Linked DNA regions of Mus musculus: region 1 is linked to region 2. Evidence: chromatin contacts called from public HiChIP or PLAC-seq data. All regions are on one chromosome and are shown on one strand. The core of a region is the stretch at or near the end of the contact, and the rest is flanking DNA. Distances in the headings are between cores, read along the strand shown. Region 1 holds the start of Wdr93 (WD repeat domain 93). Region 2 overlaps Ticrr (TOPBP1-interacting checkpoint and replication regulator).

Region 1 (5,007 bases), core at 2,449-4,948, 63 kb after region 2:
ACCTGCCCCATAAAGTTGAGGAATGCATCTTTATGAAGTAGGTATCCAACACAACTCATCACTATGGGGTGATCTACACCTCACCCCGATATGTATGCTGATGAACCGTTGAAACGTCTGCTCTCCATCAAACAATGGAGGCAGGCAGGCAGGCGATCGTTCTGAGAAGCATGGGGTCTCCCAGGAAGATGAGGATGACAGTGTATATCAGTGAAAACCCCCACCTGCACTCTTTGCCTTTCACATGAAGCTACCTGGCACACAGTCTAGGAAAATGTCTTCATTTAGATCCTCCACTAACCCTCAAGAGACGAGGAAGAAAAGGCCTGTGGTCTAGGATATGGCTATCCTGTTCCATAGAACTTAAGGGCTGACGCTAGACCAAAGTGCACGTTGGGAATTGCCAATACATTCTGAGAACCGATGTGAGCTGGCATACTGTGTGTCCACTGGCTATGAATATGTGATGTGTGCCCCAAGGGCTATGACTATGCAGGAAGGTACAGTACAACACCACATTCAAACAGAGGGAGACACCTGTGAATACAGCAAACCATTCGGCCTTCTTGGGGTCTCCAGGCACGGCTGCTCTCAGCTTCATTGGAGAGTTGGGTGAGTGGAAATGAAGACCTTGAAAGGACATTGTAAATTCCAGGGTCTGAGGCTAAGGATTTGAAAGCAGAAGCCACCGTCCCTGGAGAGACAGGTACTTACATTTACGGCCAGTGCTCACACTGGTCTCCAGCCTCTTGAGCTTCAGTACCACGGCCTCTTTGTCAGCTTTAGACTCTAACAAATATCTAAGCAACATGCATGCGTGCTGAGTGGCTCTGAAATGGAAAAAAAAAAAAAACAAAACCGAGGAAAGTAGTTTACAAACCAAATAAAGTTCCATTCATGAAGGGAAGGAGAAACATCAAAAAGCAAAGCGAAGTGTCATGCTGAGGCGGAACTTTTGGGGCAGTTTCTCATGCTGAATTTCTTACAAAAGTGGCATTCTGCAACAGTCCTCACAGAGGAGGGCCAAAGGGCGAGCATGCAGTGGAAATGGGACACAAAGGTTAGGGAAGAGGATGCCACACACAGGGTGCAGCTCCCCCCAAAGGCCCTCTGCTGGCCCAGATGGGCTCTCAGCTCCACAAACCTTCACATCTGCTATGTGCCCCTACATAGGATGATCTTCAGATTTCCTAAAGGAACAAAAATCTGCCACTTAGTTTAAACTGACTAACTACATGCGACAGGAAGCAAACTCAAAAACCAAGTGAAGAGTCCAGGCTCAACATTTAGTTTTTAAAACTTAAGGACCAAATACACTCCAGCATAGTAATGCTTTCAGCGATTGGTTAATATCACGCCAGCTATGATGACAAAATCTAAAGGAACAAAAATCTGCCACTTAGTTTAAACTGACTAACTACATGCGACAGGAAGCAAACTCAAAAACCAAGTGAAGAGTCCAGGCTCAACATTTAGTTTTTAAAACTTAAGGACCAAATACACTCCAGCATAGTAATGCTTTCAGCGATTGGTTAATATCACGCCAGCTATGATGACAATGACATGGTGATGAATATAATAAGTCAACTAGAGTCACAGACATCCAAATGCATCTGCAGCCAACTTAACAAAAGCAGGTGCCAGGTCGGGTGTGGTGGCTCTCACCTTAGTTCCCAGCACTCAGGAGGCAGAGGAAGGCAGATCTCTGTTGAGGTCAGGGCCAGCCTGGTCTACATAGAGAATTCTGGGTCAGCCAGGGCTATATAGTGAGACCCTGTTCAAACAAACAAAGATCAGTAGGCGCTGGCCCCTACTCTCTTAGAACTGCAAACTGCATTGGCATCCCTGCACAATTTAAATATTATTCTCAGTAAAACTGCGGCACAGAGCTGGTGGCTCCTGTTTACAACTCCAGCACCCAGAAGATGGAGAGAAGAGAATTATGGGAGCAGTCTGGGCCACATAGTAAGACTTTCTCAAAATAAATAAAATTCTCCCCAAAGTGGTACATTTTTTACAATGATGAGTTGGTTTTTATTTGTTTGTTTGTTTGTTTGGTTGGTTGGTGGGTTTTTCGAGACAGGGTTTCTCTGTATAGCCCTGGCTGTCCTGGAACTCACTTTGTAGACCAGGCTGGCCTCGAACTCAGAAATCTGCCTACCTCTGCCTCCCGGGTGCTGGGATTAAAGACGTGCGCCACCACGCCCGGCTTGTTTGTTTGTTTTAAATAAAGTAAAAAGGAGGGCCAGAGTGAGAGCAGGAGATAGAATTCACTCTCTGACCAGAGGCTCACACTGCTTATGTTATACAGCTTCCTCTCTCAGGTTTGGTTCAATAGTGGCTGAAAACAGGGCATTATTTTAGGAATGCTAGTTGGTTTGTTTGTTCATGGTTATATAGTTCCTTAGAAAGATTGGGAAATAAAATTTTGCTGAATACATATATCCTAAATTAAAGACAGTGTAGGGTACATTCTGGGACCACTGAAATGATATATGTGTTGACCTCTAATGAACCATGGCTAATCCTCAGCCATTCTGAGACTCTATCAAGTTAAACAGAAAGGCAGCATGGCCTAAGTGAAGAGGTGGGCTGGTGCTGGAGTCAACTATGTGGACCTGCATCTTTTGGCTCGGCCACATTAGTTTTTCCTAGCCTCCTGGTTCAGTTTCCCTATATGTGAAATTAGAATATTAAAGTATCTCAGGGCTGCAATGGAGGCTCTGTACAGTCAAGTCTCACCATTAGGACTTTTCTTACTTGTATGCTTAGTTAATTTTAGAGGTTGACCACTTAAACATCTGGAAAAGAAGTGTTGTTAAATTAAACTCCTATGTTTCACACATACCCCTTTTCCTTTTCTTTTAAATGATCACCGAGGGGCATTCAAATTTCTCTTTTAAAAAAAAATGAAGTAGGATTAGTTTTAAACACGCATTGGTGATTTCGAAAGTACACTATGTACTTGGGAGGTATTGTTCAAACACTTTGTCCGCTGTACAGTTTACAGTTTACAAAGCAGCTTTTTAACAGCTTGATATCTCCAAGGCGCAGACTGGACCAAAATGAAGATAAAGAAGATAAATCTGTCTTTCCGTGAGTTACGACTTCACGAGCGCTCCAAACTACAGGTGTTCTGTTTCCTTAGCTACAAAAGAAGCTCCAAGTTTCTCTGGAAAAGAAATCTCTAGGAAAGATGTCGAGCGGCTGGGAACTTTCCCTCTCCTGGGGAAAGTTAGGAGATCGCACTCATGGGCCGCTGTCACCTCCCGAGACACCGAGGTGGCTGACACGCACAGTCCCTCCGGGTTCACAGGGAGGAGGGGCTCGGCTCGCAACTCCTCAGTGGGAGCTGGCCGCGGCCTCGTGCCTCGATTTACCGGGCTGTGACCTCTTTCTCCGAGAAGAAACCCTGGGTCCTGAAGGGACGGGGGCGGAGGCCGACAGCACCTGACTCACCTGAAAAGTCGGTCCCGGCCCTGGCTTTGGTTGGCGACTCGGATGAAGGCGTCCATGGCTCCCACCCACAGCCACGCGTTGCGCCCGCTCCCTCGTGGGTCCCCTGGGACGTCGCCGGTCCCGGGGGACAGCGGGAACAGATTAGTTGCCAGGTGGGTGGGACTTCGTCTCTCCGCCCACACGGGGGTGGGCACACCTTCGGAAACGCGGCTTTTGGAGTTCCGGTTAGTACCGGAAGTGGTAGTTACTAAGGCGACGCCAAGCCACAAGACTTGTGAGTAGAGCTGAGTTTCACAAGGTCGTGGCCTTCTCCCGTCTTGGTTTCCAGGTAGAGGCACTGAGTGGGTCATTCCCCTGCCTCAGGCGTCCAGGTGTCCCCAGGTACCCATGAACCCCATCAGGAATGCTAAATGGTCTTCTCAGGCTGCAGGCCGCATCCTTTCCCAGTGTCAGGCCTTATGATGCAGGCAACAGAGCTAAGTCAGTTCCTGGGGTGTGTTTCTAGCAGAAGAGTGGGAGTAAAGTGGGAGAATTTTCTATTAGGATTATTGAAAAACCAAATGATTCCTGAGGAAATCCTACAAGCTCCACACCAGCAAAGCACAGGCAAGGGAGATCAGTGACATTGCACCGCTGATCGTTGGTTCTGTGGCGTTTGAAGATGGAGCCCCACTTAGTAATTTTCTTCTTTTCACCGCTTCTCCCTCCTTCCTCGCCTCATTACCTCTCCCCTGTCTTTCTGTTTACCCTACCCCTTTATGATATTATTCCAGCAATGACTCTGATGGCTTGGGTGGGAATATCCTGCTGAAACACAGCCTCAGTCTCGTCACCCAACCTTCTTAGGGGATGCCCCAGAGGTGCTTTTCTAAGGATGGGGTAACATGTGAGTTCCTAGGCTTCTCTGAAAGCTTGTGGGCCAGGACCCCTCAGTGACGCCTCTCTAGCCAGCTGAGCTACGCTCACTGATCCCTGCAGGGACCTGGGCCACATTAACTGTACAATAATGCACAATACATGGTCCTCCCTCAGCTGGCAGGCTTTCCTAATGCTCTAACTTGTTACTGCGGACAGCAAGGCTCCCTATTGTGGGCTAGTAAAAAAAAAAAAAAAAAAAAAAAAAAAAAAAAAGAAATAGTTGCAGATTGAAACTGGAGGGCGATTTTACTGCCAGCTTGAAAGAAAAAAAAAAAGACAACAGGGCAAACTGTGAATCTCAGTAGCTTCCAAGAATAGAGAGATGAAGAAGAGGAGGAAAAGAGAAAGCCGTGCTTTTTACAATGGAGGTTCCCAAGCAGCAGCTTGGTGAAAGGGTGGGAGCAGCGTGCGGACAGCATGTGAGAAAACCCAGAGTCTCTGGTGGAAGCTCTGCAAGCTGCTCCTTGAAAGGAAATTTATAAGCTTGCTCGGTGTGTCTGTGAAATCGGGTCGCCTACTTTTCTCTATTCCCTGCTTCGGGCCTGCCCCTAACACTTGCAGGCCCGAAGTAAAGTACACACCAGACCTATAGACTCTATGTTTAACTATTTGAAAATTGTATAACAAGTA
Region 2 (4,776 bases), core at 1,341-3,840:
GGTCTCATATAGTCCAGGCTATCTTCAAGCTCTCTATGTAACTGGCCTTGAACTCCTGATCCTCCTGCCTCTACCTCCCCAGTACTAGGATTACAGGCATGTGCTACCAGCCCAGTAGAATCTTTCACTGACCTGGAGCTTACTGAGAGAGTAGGCTGGCTAGCTAGCGAGCCCTAGGGGTCCACCTGTCTACATTCCCCCAGGATTGGGAGTATAAGTGTGGTCCACCACATCTGGCGTTTTAAAATGCTGGTGCTGGAAGCTCAGGTCCCCATAGCTTAACAGAGCCATATTGTTGAGTTTTAAATATTTTTTTACAATATTTTAATTTGTATTTATATGCTCATGTATGCATGTGCATGTTATGGAAGGTCACATGGAGGTCAGAGGACAGCTCATGGGAGCTCATCCTCTCTGTCCACCTTGTGGGTCCTAGAGATCAAACTCAGGTCATTAGGCTTGGCACAGCTGTGGATTATCCCCAGCTGTGGATTATCCTCAGCTGTGGATCCCTTACTAGCCTGTTACTAAGTTTAAAGGGGCTCTGTATATTTTGGATAATGGGCCTTTATCTGATGTCCTTTGTAAATATTTTCTATAAATCTATGGTTTACCTTTTACACTCTTGTCAGTATGTTGGTAGAACATTAGTATTTATTTTATTTTTAGTTGGTTGGATGTTTGGGTTTTATAAAAAAATCATGTGTAGCCCAGGCTAATCTCAAGCCTACTATGTGGCTGAGTCCTGCCTTGCCCACCTATCCCTTTCTCCAGATCACCCAGGTGTCTTTGTTATCTTGTAGCAGTCCGAGACCTTTTCTTCTCATACTGTGACTGACTCACTTGGATTCCTCTGGAGCATACAGGCTGTGTCTGAACCTAACATTCCCATCTGGGTGTTCAGTCATCCTAGCACATGATCTGTTTTGTTTGTTTGTCCATCTTTTATTCATTGTATCACACACCTTTGTTCTTTGTTAAAAGTCAGTCTACTGCTAGGCACTGTGGAACATTTCACGTCATCCCTGACATGTACACACTACATGCTAGAAAGCTCTAGGGTCAGTCACGGCCATCCAGACATAGATTTCTCCTGGAAGACAAAAGTCTCTGTCCCCTTACAGGATACATGGAGTTGATCTGAATATGATAACCACATGTTCTTTTTCACCCCCACAGAATTTAAAACCGAGGAGGAGCTTCTGGCTTACATACATGACAACTACCAAAAGGCTGTGGCTACGGAAGAAATCACATTGTATTCATGTGCACAAAATATGGTCTCAACCATTAAAATGTTCCTAAAATCAAAGGACATCAAGGAATTAGAAGTAAGAAAGTCTAGATAATACTGCCATAAATGTAGTGTTTGATGGTTGGTGGGTTTAGTGCACATCCTTAAAGAATTTCCAGTACACTGCACATGATTGAAAAATGATGACTAGGCTGGAGAGATGGCTCATTGTAAAAGCACTGCTTTCCAGAGGACCCAGGATCAACTCCCAGCTACATGGTGGCTCAAAATCTTTAGTAACCAGTTTCAAGCAATCTGATGCCCTCTTCTGCCCTCTTTGGGCACTGCATGCAAAAGGTACACAGATGTACATGCAGTCAAAACACCTATACATGTAAAATAAAATAAAGATATGTGAATAGTTAAAAAAAGAAAAGTGCTGAGTAGAGGATTGGTACAATTCCAGGTTCTGGAATATGAACCTGATAAACCAGAAGCCAGACATTCAAGTGGACTTCTGTCCAATGACACTGCTCTAATTGGTGTTGTGTGTTTATATGAATTAAACTAGCGGTTTTAACCCTAGCTGCTCTTCAGAATGACTTTGTTGTTGTTGATTTTGTTTATTATTTATGTTTGTTTATTTTTTGTGTATATAAGTATTTTGTCTGCATTTATGTCTGCATATTATATGCACTGAATTCCCTGGAACTGGAGTTACAGACATTTGTTAACTACCATGTGGGTGCTGGGAATCAAACCTGGGTCTTCTGGAAGAGCAGACAGTGCTCTTAATTGCCGAGCCATCTCACCAGCCCTGTTGGTTTTTCTTGTTGCTGTTTTGTTTTTTAAAAGATTTATTTATTTTATTTTATAAGAGTACACTGTAGCTGTCTTCAGACACATGGGAAGAGGGCATTGGATACCATTACAGATGGTTGTAAGCCACCATGTTTTTGCTGGGAATTGAACTCCGGCCTCTGGAAGAATAGTCAGTGCTTTTAACTACTGAACCATCTTTCCAGCCCCCTGTTGTTTTGTTTCGAATGCTAGTGTCTGGTCCTTCCATACTGACAGACTAACTCTAGGTCTCTTTGTTTTGGAAGTTGGGCATATATTTGTTTTAAAAATGTCCTGCATAACTCTAACTTATTGAAAACCACAGTTTTAGAATACCTTATTGCCTTTATTCATATTTAATGGCAAAAGCAGGGCTCTTTCTCTATAGTGGGAGAGCTGTTTACAATTATCACAGCTTTGTGTGGACCTTCTCTTTTAAAAGTAAGTGTATGTAGCAGGGTGTGGTGGCATACTCCTTTAATTCCTGCACTTGGAGGCAGAGGTGAGGGAGGGGCGTGTCTTTGTGAGTTCAAGGCCATCCTGGTCTACATGTTAAGTTCCAGGACATCCAGGATGGGGGGTGGGGGGGAGAGACTGGGGGAGGGAGAGAGGGAGGGAGGGAGAGAGAGACTGTCTCAAGGAAAAAAAAGATCTTTCTTTGTGGTGTGTGTATGTATATATGTATGTATGCATGCACACGTGCATGAGAAGTACTTGCAGACTGCAGAGAGCGTATCTGATCCTCAAGAGCTAGAATTACAAGTGGTTGTGAACCGGCTAACATTGATGCCCACTAGCAATCCTCTGCAAGAGCAAGATCTGCTCTCAACCCTAGCCATTGAGCCATCTGTACAGCCCAAGGAACTTTCCTTTAACAGTTCAAATCTAAAAGCTTGCTGTATCTATTAAAAAAAAAAAAAAAGGACCACATTCTCTTTAAGATATCAAAGGGAAAGGTAGGCAACAGTTTTCTCCTTCATAATTACTTTGTATTGCAGGTGGCCTGCCTGAGTCATGTGAACAGTAACCTCTTAAAAACCAGCAAGACCCTTAGACAGAACCTAGCCGGAAAGATGGATACAGAGGACAAAGTCGGAGAGTAAGAAACCACTTTATTTTCACCCGGACTCTAAAACAGGTCTGAGGTTATCTTTGTCATGATCTTTATGATGTTCTGAGGGGCAGTTGGACTCGCCTGATTTCTTAAGACTCGCACCAGTCTTTAGAGAAAACCCTGGATTCCTTCCCTTTTTTTTTTTTTTTAAGAAAGACTATATTATGGGGCCCAGCTGGCCTCAAACTTGCTCTCTAACTGAGTCTGGCCTTGAATTCCATCTCCTACTCCCACCTCATAAATATTGAGATTTAGATGTGTTTTCACCATTCCCAGTTTATCTAGTTGTGGGAATTAAAAGCAGGGCTGGCGGGCCTCAGGCATTCTAGGCAAGCACTTTACCAACTGAGCTGCATCCCCATTCCCCCTACCTGTGCCCTGCTTGCTTGCTTTCTTTCTTTCTTTCTTTCTTTCTTTCTTTCTTTCTTTCTTTCTTTTGGTTTTTCAAGACAGGGTTTCTCTGTATAGCCCTGGCTGTCCTGGAACTCACTCTGTAGACCAGACTGGCCTCAAACTCAGAAATCCGCCTGCCTCTGCCTCCCGAGGGCTGGGATTAAAGGCGTGTGCCACCACTTCCCGGCTTATTTTTTATTTTTTTCCCTCTCTTTTTCAGTACTGGAGATTGAATCCAGGGCTTTCTATATGTGAGGCATATGCTTTAGCCCTGAGCTACATTTCCAGTTCTTGGGCATTGTTTCTACATGAATCAATAGCTCTTTGCTCTAAGAAAGAGTTTCACTAAATAGCATGCAAAGGAGATGTGACCTGGTACTTTGTTTCCTCCAGGTGCCAGCTTCAGGTATTTCTTCGTCTGGAGATGTGTGAGCAGTGCCCCTCAGTCCTGGACCGCCCAGATGAGGTGGAGCGCATAGTGGAGGAGGTAAGCCATGGCTGCCACCCCGAGCATGCTCTCATTCTCTCAGCTTCCCAGCAGAGCCTGTGGCAACTTTTTGCAATCTCTTTCAGGTGACAGATTTGCTGCGTCTGGTGTGTCTCACTAAGGACTCAGCGTACCTGTCAGAGTTTCTGGAGGAGATCTTGAGATTGTAAGTTCAATGAGTACTGGCTCAGTTTAAAAAAATTTTGTTGTTGTTGCTGTTGTTTGTTTTTGTTTTTTTTTAACAACCACTACACATGGTGTTATCTTAGAATTATAAGGTTAAAAGGGTATTTTTTCATGCTGGTAACTTCAGTTCTATGTCTAACCAATATATTCATTCCACAGGTATATTGGCTCCATCCCCGGGACAATTGGACAACTCTACCACAGCCTGGGGTTAAAAATTCCTCAGAAGCTGGCTGGAGTCCTTCCTACAGGGTTTTTCAGTGATGATTCTATGTCTCAAGAGAGCATGTCACCACCTCCCTCATCAAGTACTCACAGATCAGTGTCGGCCATTACTGAGTCTGAGCAGCTGGAGGAGCTTCGGACCAGATCAGCCAAGAAGAGAAGGTAAGGGGTGAGGCTTCGGAGCAATCACCTGCACTGTGGTTAAGTTCAGGGTGGCAAGTGTGAAGACAGGCTTGCCTTTGCCCATCTCATGTACTAAGTTGGCAGTTGCCCTTAGATCAGAATCAAGCAAAACTC

Evidence for each region. HiChIP or PLAC-seq counts read pairs in DNA pulled down with a chosen protein or histone mark.
Region 1: an H3K27ac HiChIP or PLAC-seq map of embryonic stem cells shows a contact between it and region 2, with 6 read pairs. The contact joins the promoter of Wdr93 here to the enhancer-like site in region 2. A contact is called at or near these places in 9 of 39 promoter capture datasets (the HPC-7 cell line, HPC-7-derived erythroid cells, cranial neural crest and 6 more), 12 of 484 Hi-C or Micro-C datasets (the C2C12 cell line, CD8 T cells, cardiomyocytes and 7 more), 13 of 115 datasets of contacts at active chromatin or transcription factors (the 230-238 cell line, the SCID.adh cell line, bone marrow-derived macrophages and 7 more) and 3 of 9 other capture datasets (adipose tissue, liver and pancreatic islet).

What each region holds. Positions count from the first base shown.
Region 1 is chr7:79,739,451-79,744,457 of GRCm38.p6, forward strand. Wdr93 (WD repeat domain 93) reads left to right here and starts at 3,699. Exons shown (of 18, transcript NM_001381990.1): 1 at 3,699-3,787. It overlaps Pex11a (peroxisomal biogenesis factor 11 alpha), which reads right to left and starts at 3,681. Exons shown (of 3, transcript NM_011068.2): 1 at 3,460-3,681; 2 at 715-830. The coding sequence starts at 3,515.
Region 2 is chr7:79,677,836-79,682,611 of GRCm38.p6, forward strand. Ticrr (TOPBP1-interacting checkpoint and replication regulator) reads left to right here. Exons shown (of 22, transcript NM_029835.1): 8 at 1,180-1,331; 9 at 3,073-3,173; 10 at 3,975-4,068; 11 at 4,155-4,234; 12 at 4,414-4,641. Among named protein-coding and RNA genes, the nearest start is that of Ticrr, 20 kb to the left of the region's middle. Within about 2 kb of position 2,591, at least 3 of the 459 cell types and tissues checked have an H3K27ac peak or open chromatin away from gene starts, as enhancers often do. A contact at or near this core is called in embryonic stem cells, where this site is marked.